Regions from separate parts of the Sus scrofa genome. Here all the other regions are linked to region 4. A link is a contact called in public Hi-C and HiChIP or PLAC-seq data. All regions are on one chromosome and are shown on one strand. Each heading gives the region's core, a stretch centred on a gene start, on an enhancer-like site or on the middle of the called end of the contact. The rest is flanking DNA. Distances are from core to core; before and after follow the strand shown. Region 1 overlaps FBXO42 (F-box only protein 42). Region 2 has its middle 24 kb from the start of EPHA2. Region 3 overlaps ARHGEF19 (rho guanine nucleotide exchange factor 19). Region 4 has its middle 41 kb from the start of FBLIM1.

Region 1 (3,279 bases), core at 698-3,197, 400 kb before region 4:
GAACTCATCATATTTGGAGGACTCATGGACAAGAAACAGAATGTGAAGTACTATCCAAAAACAAACGCCTTGTACTTTGTGCGAGCAAAGAGATAATATGTTCTAAAACTCTTTCCCTTTCTGTGGCTTTTAATCTGGAATTTTCCAGTGTGCAAGCATTCGGACTGAGGATTGAGAAAACAGAAGGACAAAATTACCCTCATGAACCAAAACCCCGATTCCCAACCTTGCTCACTCTAGGCTGGGATCAAATCTCCATTAAGAAAAAATTATATAAGTATATAAATATATATTATATAGACAACTCTGTTTACAAAGAGGGAGAGCTCTCCGTCCTGGTTCAGATAAAATTGTTGCTGTGTTTTAGCAGAGGCTGCGCTGCCTTTTTCTACCTTGCTGGTCTGGTAACTGGACCAAGAATTTAGGGAACAGACTAATACCAGAACTTTCCTAAAGAAGCTGAAGAACCACCTGTAAGTCTTATTTGGCCTTTGCAGAGTTAGAAAAAGAAAGGTCATGTGTAAGATGCACAGGTAGAGGTTTCAGATCCACATGCTTCAGGTGCTGGCAGGGTGAAAGTGACCTGTAGAAAACTCTTCCCCCCGCCCCCTTCCCCAGAGGACCTGTGAAAACTCCTTGCAGTAATGCCCTGTGCCGGGCTCCATTCTGCCCTTTGTGACTGAAGAAAGTCACCCAACAAGGGATCTTGTTCCACATTTGTGTGCCAGGATCATCAAGAAGCAATGTTTATGCAGCAGCACCTGTCCACCTAGTGTCCATTGGTCTTTGAGTGCTCCCGCCACATTTCAGAAAACATTCTGGTGTCTGAATGTGGAATTTTCTGACAGTCTTATTTGGTTGCAGTTGCCAAAAACCACATTTGTTCTCTTTTTTTCCTTTCCTTATAACTTGATCCTCAGAGGCTGCCTTTTCCATTTATACACTTTTCCTTCCTTCCTCTCTTCCCCTTTTTCTTTCATTTATGGATTTTTTTTTTTAAGCCCTAAAATCTTTCTCAGTTTCTTTTGACAAAGCTTGGGTACCCAGAGAAATCTCTTAGAAATATTTCTGGAACCCTTTTTCTGGCGTCACTAGGGGGCCAGTCGGGAATTTCAAGATACTGGTATCGTGAGAAATCCTTGAAGCATCAAAAATTACTGTTTTGTTCCTTATGGTTCTTTCTGTTTCCAAAGCACATTGGACATACCCATCCATGTTTGTAGAATGTGGAAATTAATCTTGGGAGAAAATCCTAAACACTACCTTTTAGAAATGATTTTTGCCCTTAATTGTGATATTCATTCTTCTGTCTGGCTGTTGAGTGTGTTTGGGTTGAATATCATGTGCTTGGCCTCTTCGATGCATGGCTTACCTTGGGAGCAGCTCCTTTGTGATTGTATTGTTCACCCGTCACCCAGACAAGGCTTGGGTTTTTACTTTCATGTCCTTTCTGAGATAATGTGTAACCAACTAGAGCATTTCTTCGGTTGATACAGGAAAGTACAAGCTTCCAGTCTCTAAAGCAGAGTCTGGACGTAGGAGATCTCGTTGACACCACTTAAATGTGGATTTTTTCTTTCTTGCTTTTTTTATTTTTTTTTGGTGATCTCTCATCAGTGGAAAGAGAATTTTTATTTTGCCTTTAGGTCTTAAATATCGAAACATTGCATTTCTCATCCCCACACTCCCCTTTTTCTTATTAGCATTTCCCAAGAAGAAGCCTGCTACAGCTGGCCCTGGGTCCTGGCTCCCAGCCAGCTCCTAGCAGTCTTTTAAGTATGTTTTCTCCTGTTACATCATGTTGAATCCTTTCTCCTAGCCATTAGCTTTTACAGTGTGGTCTTGATGGCAAAGCCCCCTGGTGCCAAGCCCACGAAAGGGCCAGCTCATGGGGAGGCATGTGTTCCAGAAACTGCTGTCTGTGCTCCTTTAGATACGGAGACTACCATGTGCCTACTCACTGTGGTGTCCAACTGCTCCCAGCTCAGCACTTAGCTTTCCAGACTCTCTGCTCTGGGCCTGTCGCCAATCCTTCTTTAGCAGAGACTGTTAGCCCGTGCCGGGGTCCTGATTCACAAGAGAAAGCTAGCCTAGATTAGCAATTTCAGCATTACTACTCTTGCTGAACTTTCTTTATGACGTTGCATTTGTGCATGGACAGTGCCTCCACACTCAGTTCCTACTTAAACAGATAGTATTTGGAAGCCTGAAAGTTCAGAATCTCAACTTTGTCGTCTTTCCCTTTGTCCTGTGGCCTTCCTAAGCGCTCTTAACTTGCTGATTCCTTCTACTTTCCCCAAGTAGGCAGGCAACAGAGACAGTATCTCTCTTAGAAAGTAGCTTGGCTCCTCGGAACTTCATGGCATCCCAGTATTACCAACTCCACTTGGAACCAGACTGTCAGTTTACAGCTCTCCAAGAAAAATCTGCCTCTTCCACACCGGGCGGTGGGTCCTGGTGGCTCCTAGGCACTGTGGGCGTGTACCTTGGGAGAGCGACTCGGCGCAGTCACGGTGTCTCCTCAGGCCCTCGTGCAGCCACGTGAGCAGTGAAACTTCAGGCGTCTCAGCTGAGGTGACTGTTTCCACAGCACCATGGATGCTTCAGTCAGATCAGATTTAACCACAGCTCTGGTTTTGACATGATGCCAATTTTGTCTTAAAATTCACTGAGGAAAATGAGACAAAATATTTTTTTAAACCCTCAGGAGCACCTAAAGTAAATATTTATCAGTATTTAAGTATTTAAAATACGTTTTGTTTCTACTTGAAGCTTTAACCCCTTCCATTCCTGCAAGTGTGCCTTGAGAGCCCCCACGTCATATTGACTCTACTGGCCACCTTGTTGACCTCGTGAGAATTTTAGTCACTTCCTACCCTCTTGAACAGAGCTTCCTGTTTTCTCATTTTGCAGGCTGTGCAGCAGGGAGGGTTCTCTGTTTTTTTCTCATGTTTCTACCCTGCTTCTGCACTTGGGTGATGGGCTTCACAACTCCCCCACCCCCACACCACATTTGGGAGCGCAAATTTGGTGTCAGAACAAGCTTAAATTCAGTTGTGAGGCAATAGTGGGCTTTAGTACCCTCTTCCCAGCCCTCTACGGATTGATTTGATTTTAATGTTTGAGTTTTATATCAAGAGCTGAAACCATGAACTATCTTAGGACTGTGTTGAAACTCTTTAAAAGAAGAAGAGGAAGAAAGAAAAGCAACTCAAGTCTTGACTTTGAAGGACAGAAAGCCACCAGCTGATGGAAAAAAGGGGATGCTTCCCTTTCCTT
Region 2 (3,582 bases), core at 986-3,485, 330 kb before region 4:
TTCCAGGAAAAGGCCAATGCAATCGCTGAGTCAGCTGATCGAGGCTGGTATCACCCCGGCAGCTTTACAGGATGAGCACGCTGCTTGGAGGGCCCAGCAGGGCCTGCCCAGGAGCCCAGGACCTGGCCAGGCTCCCAGTCCCCGCCCCGCACCATTGTTCCTACCTGGCACCCGGCCTGCCTTCTCTCCCACCCCACCCTCTAGCCCAAACAGCATCTCATGCCCAAACCCAGCCTCTCTCCAATTTCCCAGATGCCAGTCTCGCCTGCCCTGGGGTAGGAGAAGGCGTCAGGAGATGGCTCTGTAGCCTTGGGCAAGTCCCTTTACCTCTCTGAGCCTCCGTTTCCTCACAGGTGAGATGCAAGCCGTTGCCCCAGTGGGCTCTGCTGTGAAAAGGTTAGAAGGGGCCCAGAAGGAGCCAGGCATGCCGGAGGTGTTCAGGAAATGGTTCGTACGGGCTGTCCCCCAGTATGACCTGTTCTCCAGGGCCTGAGGGAGAGGGAAGCTGTGGCATCTTCTGCCGGCCCATCTAACATTATTCAGCAAGGGATCATTATGCTCAGGACGCAGCTCCATCGTCCCCTGAGGCAGTGGGGTCCAGCTTCCGAGCTCTCACTTCAGCCGGCTCTGGGCTCCCAGCATTAGCAGAGTCTGAGGTGTGGACATGGCGAAGGGCCAACGTCAGGGCAAGGTCAGGACTTGGAAGAACCTAGCCCGTCCAACAGGGGAGTGGGCAAGGCTGCCCTGTAGGGGGCGTCAGGGTGGGAGGCGGGGGTGGCCTCTGGACAAGTAGCCCACACTGGAGGCTTAGTGCCCACGCCCTGGTGCTGGTCGTGGCATGTCACCCCTGCTTCAGAGGGCGTCTTCTTGTTTGCTTGGGAGGAATGAATGAAATTGTTATGTCATGAGCAGCACGGTGGGCACCGTCCCGGACTGGCAAGCGGGGCTGGGAAGGCGGAGGGAGAGGGCCTGGGAACCGGGATTGCTCAACAAATGAAGAGGGAGGAGTGGGAAGTGAGCGGTGGATTGAATAAAGGAGTGAATCAGTGAATGAATAAGTGAGCCAGTGAATGAATGAATCAGGAAGCTAATGCCTGAATAATTAGCAACACCTAGGTAGCTCTCACTACATCCCGACATCCCGACACTGTTCTATGCATTTTACTTGCCTGAATTCACTCGGTCTCACAAAAACTTTCTGAAGCAGGCTGTATTATTACCTCCAGATCACGGAGGCACAGAGAAGTTAAGCAACTTACCCAAAGTCACACAGCTGGTAAGTGAGTTGAAATTTGAACCCATGCAGCTTGGCTCCAGAGTCTCTGGGTACCAAGTGGGAACATAGCCCCAGGACCTTGGGGAGAGTTCATACCGGAGGGGTGGGAAGATGGACTCTGCTGTCTGGACCTTGAGGTTTCAGACTTCATATTATTCAGCAGATCATTCCTTTATCCATTTATTCTGTATACCTGCTCTTCCCTCACTGATGCATCCATTCACTGAGGGCTGGCTCTGGGAGAGGGAGGGGTGAGATAAATGATTCTGTTCTGCCCTGGCAAAATGTGTGCTTCAGGGTTCAGCTCAAGTGCCACCTCCTCCAGGAAGCCTTCTTGGAGTTCCTCTGCCAAAGGCCTGAAGACCTGTGGGCTTCCCCTAGTATTATTTTCCTGTGCCTGCTTCCCTTATCAGCTGGGCAGTGATTTGCTGTGAATTCTTTTTTTTTTTTCATTTTTGGCCACCCTGTGGCATATGGGGTTCCCAAACCAAGGATTCGATCTGAGCCAGTCATGACCTAAGCCGCAGCTGCAGTGTCCAGGGACTTTTAATTCACTGTGCCAGGCTGGGGATCGAACCAGGATCCCAGCACTCCTAAGAGCCCACTGATCCCATTGTACCACAGTGGGCACTCCTTGCTGTGAATTCTTGATATACCATTGGTGCTCAATAAAAGCTCAATGAGGCACCCTGTTGCTGGCTGGGCTTCCTCTGAGTACTGCCCCTGGCACCCTTCCCCTCCATTGCCCTGCTCTCTGCTGCTTCCTCTCCTCACTCCAGCCAGGATGCCCCGGTGTCTGGGCACACCCCCCAGAGACCCTCCCTTCCTGCTGGTGAGTGGAAACTCCCCGGGTACTGGTTCCAGCCAGGGGCCACGGTCAGCTGGACTGGGATTCACCCCTGTCCTGGGAGGGAGAGGAACTGGGCCCGCCCTAGCTCAGCAACCGACAGCAGCCTCTTCCTTTGCTGGCTGAATGTTTGTTTTCAAATTCCTGAGGGCTGTGTCACCGGCACCCCTGTCCCCGCTGGCCCCCAGCCTGCCTTCGCTTCCTTCCTCCCCTTGCTTGACCAGGCTGGTCTGCCGGCTGGGGCTCTGGGCCAAGCTTCTGTCCTGCTGCCCACCAGCTAGAGCCTGAGCCTTGAGCTGGCGGACTGGGGAGCCCCAGAGACGAGACAGGGAGCTCAGGAGCCCTCCCCAGCTCCTCTGCAGAGCCCAGGGAGAGGCCATCTCTTCTTGCTTTTCAGGGAACAGTGGTAAGGTATAACAAGCTGGTAGCCAGGACTAGTTCTTTTCTTCATTTTTTTTTTTTTTTGCCACACTGATGGCATGCAGAAGTTCCTGGGCCAGGAATTGAACCCAGACCACAGCTGTAACCAAAGCCACAGCAGTGACAACTCCAGATCCTTAACCCACTGAGCCACAAAGGAACGCCCAGGACTAGCTGAAAACAGGGCTGTGTTAGCCAGACTGGGCCAGCCTGGTCCTGACCCAGGAAGCCCAGCACAGGTCAGACCTAATTCAAACCCTTCCCGACTGGGAGTCTTGGACAGGTAGGTGGTGGGTCTCAAATGTGAACCCTTGTGCATTAAAATCCCCCAGAGACCTTGACAAAAATACAGACTCCTGGGCCCTGAATTTCTGATTCCGTGCATCTGAGGGAGGGCCTGGGGATCTGCATTTTTAGCTTGTAAGACAAAGCCAGGTTAGACAAAATTGGTTCTTTTTTTTTTTTTTTTTTTTTTTTTTTTTGGTCTTTTTGTTATTGTTGTTGTTGTTGCTGCTATTTCTTGGGCCGCTCCCGAGGCATATGGAGGTTCCCAGGCTAGGGGTTGAATCGGAGCTGTAGCCACCAGCCTACGCCAGAGGCACAGCAACGCAGGATCCGAGCCGAGTCTGCAACCTACACCACAGCTCACGGCAACGCCGGATCGTTAACCCACTGAGCAAGGGCAGGAACCGAACCCGAAACCTCATGGTTCCTAGTCGGATTCGTTAACCACTGTGCCACGACGGGAACTCCCAAAATTGGGTTCTAATCCCAGCTAACCTTCTCACCTTCAAGAACTGCAGGATCCAGTTTGGTTGGCACCAGCCACAGGGGGCCATTTAAATTTAAATTAATTAAGATGAGGAGTTCCCATTGTGGCTCAGTGGGTTACAAACCCAACCAGTATCCATGAGGATGTGGGTTCGATTCCTGGCCTCCCTCAGTGGGTTACGGATCTGGCATTGCTGCAAGCTGCAGTGCAGGTCGCAGATGTGGCTTGGATCCCGGGTTGCTGTGACTGTGGCATGCCGTTCCAATT
Region 3 (3,323 bases), core at 594-3,093, 350 kb before region 4:
GAACTTCTATATGCTGCAAGTGCGTCCCTGAAAAGCAAAAAAACCCAAATACCATTGGCCTCTCTCTTGGGCACCTGTCCCCATCCCCAGTGCTCAGGGCCAGTGGCAGGGAGGAGGTGGGGAGAGACCCCAGTGGATGCCAGCCTGTGCTCTCTCTCCTACCCCTCTGCAGGGCGCAAGATGCGGGTGTACCAGCGAGAAGAGGCCCTTGGCAGTCCCGAGGCCCATGCTGTCTTCCTGGAGCCTAGCCAGGCGACAGAGCAGGCCCTGAGCACAGAGGAGCCGAGGCCGCTGGAGCTACCTGGGCCCACCCGAGTGGGCCTTGAGGGGCCTGAGCGAAGGCGCTTCTCAGCCTCTGAGCTGATGACCCGGCTGCACTCGTCCCTGCGCCTGGGGCGGAATTCAGCAGCCAGGGCAGTGACCCCAGGGCCAGGCACTGGAACTGCTCGGGAAGGTACCAGCTTCTCCCCTGGGCCCTCAGAGCAGTCTAAGAGCCAGATGGGGAGTGGGGCACGACTCACACACACTGGACCTTGAGGCTGGGGCTGGTCAACTGGGGTGTGGTGTCCCCACGCCCAGGGCCACTGTCAGGGCCACCCTCCCTCAGCTCTCCCCCTCTCCAGGGAAAGCATCTGGAAGGGAGTCACGCAGTGTAGAAATGAGGTTTGACGCTACCGTGATGCCGGCACCTGTTGACCCGAGTGGGGGCCATGGCAGCTGGCCTGAGCCCAGGTACCACCTCCCAGCCCAGTACCCAGTCTGAGGCAGGGTACTGGACAAGAAGGGCCCTGACACTCCCTTTCCTAGGCTGGGCGCGCAAGAAGAGTCGGCTCTGGGTTCCGGGAGTGCCAGTGAGCGGCGCCAGTCACGATTCCTCCTCAACTGTACGTGGGAGGGGGTCACCGACTAAGGGGCTGGGGACTTTGGGGTACTGGGAAACTGGGGTTCGGAGAGTTGAAAGGTAGGGCTCTTGTAGGAGGGAAAGAATTGAACTCTCGGTATGCAGCACAGGAGCTAGTATGCAGTTGGTGCTCACGCAGTGTTTGTGGAATGAGTGAGTGAATGAATGAGTTCACTGTGTCCCGCTATCCGAACGGTCGGAAAGGCTGGTTAAGTAAGGCGGGCCCTTGGGGGAGCCGGGGAGGAGCCGGGCCCGGCTGCCGGGCGCCCCACGGCCCTCTCCCGCCCCTCTTCCCGCCCAGCCGTCCTCTACCAGGAATACAGCGACGTGGCCAGCGCCCGAGAACTGCGGCGGCAGCAGCGCGAGGAGGAGGGCCCGGGGGACGAGGCCGAGGGCGCAGAGGAGGGGCCCGGGCCGCCGCGCGCCAACCTCTCTCCGAGCAGCTCCTTCCGGGCGCAGCGCTCGGCGCGAGGCTCCACCTTCTCGCTGTGGCAAGACATCCCCGACGTGCGCGGCAGTGGCGTCCTGGCCACGCTGAGCCTGCGCGACTGCAAACTGCAGGAGGTGGGCGCAAAGCCGCAGTGGGGCGGGGCCGGCGGGGCTACCAGCCCTGGGGCCCCGAAGGGGTGGGGCCAGCAGTAGGTGGTCCTTGGACTTGGCGACCCGGGCCGTAGGGGTACTAGGCCAGCGGGACTGCAAACTGCAGTGGGTGGGCAAGGGATGCAAAGGGGAAAGTGGGGCCACAAAAAGGGGACTGTCGATGGGGAAGGTGGGTCTAGGACCTGACAAGGCGGGACCTGCTGCAAGCGAGGACACTGGAGCCCTGGAGCCAAAGGCGAGTGGGAAAGCGGGACGGAGGGGCGGGGCCAACAGGGCAAGGCCTAGGATAGGGCACGGCCAGAGACAGAGGCGGGGCAGAATCTGTCTGGGGCCTATGATGGAGGTCTCTGAAACGGAGGGGAGCCATCCCGAGCGCCAAACGCAAGGTGTGAGCGAGACCAGGCGGGGCCTAGGGCAGGGGCGGGGCTTGACGGGAGGGCGGGGCTAATGGGAGGGGCAGCTCTTTGCGAAGACTAGGGTCCAGCAGGATGGGCGGATGGTCAGGGATAGGGCTGCTTGCTAGAGCTTCAGCTGGGTTTGAACGATTGCGAGCAGCAGGAGGAGGGTCCCCCGAACCCTCCCGGGCGCCAGATTGTGGGGTGGGGCTAGACAAGGGGCGGAGACACGAGAGTACTGCTAAGTCTAAAGATGTGGTGTCCAGGGTTTATGGTGTGCGAGGCCAGGGGGTTCAGGATGGGTTGTTTTGGCCTTTTCAACCCTGTGTCCGCCCTCGCTCAGGCCAAGTTTGAGCTGATCACGTCCGAGGCCTCATACATCCACAGTCTGTCCGTGGCTGTGGGCCACTTCTTAGGCTCAGCTGAGCTGAGTGAGTGTCTGGGGGCGCAGGACAAGCAGTGGCTGTTCTCCAAACTGCCCGAGGTCAAGAGCACCAGCGAGAGGTGAGGGAGTGCTCTGGCCTCTCCAGGGTCAGGGACCGAGCCTGCAGTTGGCTCCTGGCCCTGACCCCTTGCTGACCTTTCAGATTCCTACAGGACCTGGAGCAGCGGCTGGAGGCAGATGTCCTCCGCTTCAGCGTCTGCGATGTTGTGTTGCACCACTACCCTGCCTTCCGTCGAGTCTACCTGCCCTATGTCACCAATCAGGCCTATCAGGAGCGCACCTACCAGCGCCTGCTGTAGGGCTGGGCTCTCTGAAAGTGGGGGGTGGGGGGTGGGGAGGATAGAGGAGTCTCAGGCAGCGGTAGGTGCTTGGGTGGGGTGCTGAGTGAGGAAGGGTGGCCTGGGAGGGGAGGGGCACCTGAAAAGGCTCTGTGACCAGGAGAAGGCTAGACCCAACCCTATGGGACAGGAAGGATGTACTGAGAAGGCACCCGAAGAGCCAGTGGGGTGGCTGGAGTCATGGAGCCCAGGAGTTCAGGGCCAGCTGTGATCGCAGACTCTCCCCATTTTCCAGCCTGGAGAACCCCAAGTTCCCCGGCATCCTGGCCCGCCTGGAGGAGTCCCCCGTGTGCCAACGTCTGCCCCTCACCTCCTTCCTCATCCTGCCATTCCAGAGGATCACTCGCCTCAAGATGCTGGTGGAGGTACCTAGAGAGCACCAGGCTGTGGTGAGGGCTGGGTGGGGTAGAAGCCACTGTGCCTTCCATGGCCCCTTCTGGGCACCCACGGCTGGGCAGGCTCACTGGCAGAAGTCATAGCCTGCCTCACTGCACTGACCTCACCCTCCAGAACATCCTGAAGCGGACAGCACAGGGCTCTGAAGACGAAGACATGGCCACCAAGGCCTTCAATGCACTTAAGGAGGTAAGCTTGGCAGGACAGGGGGTGTCTGGCTCCCAAGGGCCTCCCCCGACCCTTTGGGT
Region 4 (3,338 bases), core at 487-2,986:
CTCCCCCTCCTCGGCCGCCCCCATCCCACTTTATTTATTTTGGCTTTTTAGGGCCTCATCCGCTGGATATGGAGGTTCCCAGGCTGGGGTCGAATCGGAGCTACAGCTGCCGGCCTTCATGCCAGCCACAGCAATGCCAGATCCTTAACCCACTGAGTAAGGCCAGGGGTTGAATCCGCAACCTCATGGTTCCCAATCGGATTCGTTTCCGCTGCGCCAAGACAGGAACTCCCCCATCCTCCTTTAAATCCATGACCTGAGTCCTGAGTGGGCCCTTGATGCTGCTCAATATCAAGGTCATCCACTCCCCTTGACTATGGACCCTTTTCTCAGTGAAATGGGGACATCGATGATCCTGCCCCTGGAGCTGTTTGCTATATTAGCACTGCCACATGGTAGGCCTTCAATCAGTGACAGCCACTGGGGACATTATCTCTGGTCCTCTGTCCAGGAGCTCCCTGGTGACCTGGTCTCCAAAGAGGCTGTCCCTGCAGTCATTACTTTGTTCCACTGGCTGGGCAGCCACAGGTTCTTTGCCACCTGGGATCCTTCTGTGGATGGGGGAGGGGACGTGGCTGGGGGCGGGAGGGGGAGGGCTGTGCTCAGAGCAGGCAGGCAGAGGGAAGGCTGTGACCGCCTGCAGCCCAGGTCCACGTGATGGGTGGAGAATGAGTCAGCCCCAAATGGAAACTTACCAGGGCCTCAGAAAGGGAGTGTGGAGGAGTTGGGGGAGTGCAGACAGCCGGCACCCCGAGCCTGGACCTGCAAGGAGGAGGGCCGCCCCCAGGAACCCAGGCTGCGCCTCCCCCCAAGGTGCTGAGCTCAAAGCCCAGAGGAAGGAGGAAGTGTGAGCCTTGCTCCCGTGACTCACTTCGTCCCTCGGGGCAAAAGTCAACTCTCACCCCTGCAGGAAGCTCACCCGCCTTCCCCTCCCCTGAGGGGATCCTCCGCCCTGGGTCAGCCTGTTCAAAACACTGACCTAATTCTTCCACCCACACCCTTCGCTCCTCCACCTTGAGATGTTTGCAGACACCTGCCTGGGTCCACAAGCAGGTCTTGGGAGATCATGGAGACAGCTGGAGGGGGTGGGAAAGCCCTGTTCTGGAAGTCAGGACACCTGGGCATGATGCTACCTGCTGTGTGAGCCTGGCAGGACGCACACCCTCTCTGGGCTCTAGTCTCCACTTCTGTGCGAATAGGCAGTTGCACTCAATGTGTTCTGGTTCCCGGCTCCGGAATTCCACCAGGGCTTGGGGTTCCTGCACCTGGCTATTGCCTTCAGGGTTTCAGTCCCACCCTCTGCACACAGCCCTGGAGGTCCTTTCCGACTTGGTCCTACCCTGGACTGGATCTCATCCTCGCCCCTTCTCGCACCCCCAGCAACATGCAAATGCCCCACTCAGAGAGCAAACACCTGGAATGCTCTGGAACAGCACCTGACTGGCAGATCCCCACTCATCCTGCAGTGGATGTCATGCTCTCTCCAGTTTTCTTGTCCTGACCTGTCAGCTGTATGCATCTCTTCCTCATTAAACTGAGTTCTGTGCCATGGGCAGTGACCGGCACACAGAAGGGGTCAAAGAATATTTTATGAATGAATGAACAAACAAATGCATGAGCTGGAAGCTCCTGGCCAGCCAGGTCCTTTGTTTGTCTTTTCCACGTGGCGCTAGGGGCAGGCCACCCGAGTTCTGCCCTGCCCAGGGGTTGGGGAGAGGGTGCTCGTTGAGAGGTGTAGGTTTTCAAGGGAGGTTCCAGCTGGGCTCAGCCAGGCCACAGCCCTGAGCTGCCTGGCCCATGACTCACATCCCCAAGCAAAGCTTTCATAACCCTCCCCGGCCTTTCTGGACCTGCCTTCTGAGCAGGCCTTCAGACTAATACCTCTCAGGTTTCTCTCTAGCTCCAGCCAGTCTCTGCCTGGGAACTTGAACTTTGCAACAGCCGCCCACCCCCCTCCCACCCCGGTTTTAAAGGACCAGATCAAGATTCCTGGGCTCTATTGTATTTTCTTTCCTGAGGAATTTGTGTTCTGTTTACAGAATGGAAAAACATTGCCACCCACACTGGCTCAAGGTCATCCTGATTTTTTGAGATCCCTCATTTGGCATCTGCTTGCTGTCTGCTGGGGTGGAGAGGAGCCCTAGCCCTCCCCCCACGGCACCCTAAGACTCCCAGGCCACCAGGGTTGGGGAATGCTAGCCTCAAAGCTTTGTTTACACTGCCAGTCTGGCCAAAGCCATGTAGGGCCACCAGGGGCTTGCTCCAGTCCTGAGAACAATTGAGAACCATCAGGAATCCCCATAAATTGGGCTGGGGTTCCCCACCTTACCTTCCCTGCCTTCTCCTCCATCCATGGAACCCCTCCTCCTTTTCCAGACGCTGCCCCCCGCCTCAAACAGTGCCCTTTGCAGAAAAGCATTCAATGGCTTCCTTTGTCCTGTGTCCTCTTGTCAATGGTGGGCAGTGACTCCTGGAACTCACAGGCTTCTCTTTTTCCAGTTACATTTTATTGTTTTATTTCTTTTATTTTATTTATTTTTGGTCTTTTTAGGGTTGCACCCATGGCATATGGAAGTTCCCAGGCTAGGAGTCGAATAGGAGCTATAACTGCTGGCCTACACCACAGCCACAAGGTCAGATCCAAGCCTCCTCTTCGACCTACACCACAGCTCACAGCAACACCAGATCTCTAACCCACCACGTGAGGTCAGGGATCCGACCCACGTCCTCATGGATACTCGTTGGGTTTGTTACCACTGAGCCACCACAGGAATTCCCTTCTAGTTACTTTTAAAAATAATATATATTTTTCTTTTTTGCTACAGCTTGCAGCATCTTTTTTTTTTTTTTTTTTTTTTTTTGTCTTTTTGCTATTTCTTGGGCCGCTCCCGCGGCATATGGAGGTTCCCAGGCTAGGGGTCTAATCGGAGCTGTAGCCACCGGCCTATGCCAGAGCCATAGCAACACGGGATCTGAGCCGCGTCTGCAACCTACACCACAGCTCACGGCAACGCCAGATTGTTAACCCACTGAGCAAGGGCAGGGATCGAACCTGCAACCTCATGATTCCTAGTCGGATTCGTTAACCACTGCACCACGACGGGAACTCCAGCTGCAGCCCCTTAATGTGGGATCTCAGTTCTCAGACCAGGGATTGAACCCAGGCTGCATCAGGTAAAACAATGGGTCTTAACCATTACACTGACCACCAGGGAGCTCCCCAATAATAAATGTTTAATTTTGGAATAATTTTAGATTTCCAGAAATGTTACAAAGATCACACGGAGAGTGTACCTTACACACTTCACCAGTTTCCTTTCTGATAACAGCTTGTTGGC

What was found. Hi-C and Micro-C count contacts between places; a contact is called where the count stands out from the background. HiChIP or PLAC-seq counts read pairs in DNA pulled down with a chosen protein or histone mark.
Region 1: a Hi-C map of subcutaneous adipose tissue shows a contact between it and region 4, with 2.0 times the contacts expected there. The contact joins two enhancer-like sites. A contact is called at or near these places in 6 of 47 Hi-C or Micro-C datasets (embryonic fibroblasts, epiblast stem cells, fetal skeletal muscle and 3 more) and 1 of 2 datasets of contacts at active chromatin or transcription factors (alveolar macrophages).
Region 2: a Hi-C map of liver shows a contact between it and region 4, with 1.7 times the contacts expected there. The contact joins two enhancer-like sites. A contact is called at or near these places in 4 of 47 Hi-C or Micro-C datasets (embryonic fibroblasts, liver, mesenteric adipose tissue and 1 more).
Region 3: a contact with region 4 is called in an H3K27ac HiChIP or PLAC-seq map of alveolar macrophages. The contact joins two enhancer-like sites. A contact is called at or near these places in 1 of 47 Hi-C or Micro-C datasets (mesenteric adipose tissue) and 1 of 2 datasets of contacts at active chromatin or transcription factors (alveolar macrophages).

Annotation. Positions count from the first base shown.
Region 1 is chr6:75,365,754-75,369,032 of Sscrofa11.1, reverse strand. FBXO42 (F-box only protein 42) reads left to right here. Exons shown (of 10, transcript XM_003127635.5): 10 at 1-3,279. The coding sequence ends at 96. Among named protein-coding and RNA genes, the nearest start is that of RSG1, 17 kb to the right of the region's middle. Within about 2 kb of position 1,947, at least 36 of the 83 cell types and tissues checked have an H3K27ac peak or open chromatin away from gene starts, as enhancers often do. A contact at or near this core is called in alveolar macrophages, embryonic fibroblasts, mesenteric adipose tissue and 2 more, where this site is marked.
Region 2 is chr6:75,302,039-75,305,620 of Sscrofa11.1, reverse strand. No RefSeq gene overlaps it. Among named protein-coding and RNA genes, the nearest start is that of EPHA2, 24 kb to the right of the region's middle. Within about 2 kb of position 2,235, at least 48 of the 83 cell types and tissues checked have an H3K27ac peak or open chromatin away from gene starts, as enhancers often do. A contact at or near this core is called in embryonic fibroblasts, liver, mesenteric adipose tissue and 1 more, where this site is marked.
Region 3 is chr6:75,324,256-75,327,578 of Sscrofa11.1, reverse strand. It overlaps ARHGEF19 (rho guanine nucleotide exchange factor 19), which reads left to right. Exons shown (of 16, transcript XM_021095415.1): 3 at 173-454; 4 at 624-732; 5 at 808-884; 6 at 1,203-1,465; 7 at 2,240-2,400; 8 at 2,484-2,636; 9 at 2,915-3,044; 10 at 3,190-3,264. Among named protein-coding and RNA genes, the nearest start is that of ARHGEF19, 9.4 kb to the left of the region's middle. Within about 2 kb of position 1,843, at least 72 of the 83 cell types and tissues checked have an H3K27ac peak or open chromatin away from gene starts, as enhancers often do. A contact at or near this core is called in alveolar macrophages, where this site is marked.
Region 4 is chr6:74,969,284-74,972,621 of Sscrofa11.1, reverse strand. No RefSeq gene overlaps it. Among named protein-coding and RNA genes, the nearest start is that of FBLIM1, 41 kb to the right of the region's middle. Within about 2 kb of position 1,736, at least 60 of the 83 cell types and tissues checked have an H3K27ac peak or open chromatin away from gene starts, as enhancers often do. A contact at or near this core is called in alveolar macrophages, embryonic fibroblasts, liver and 3 more, where this site is marked.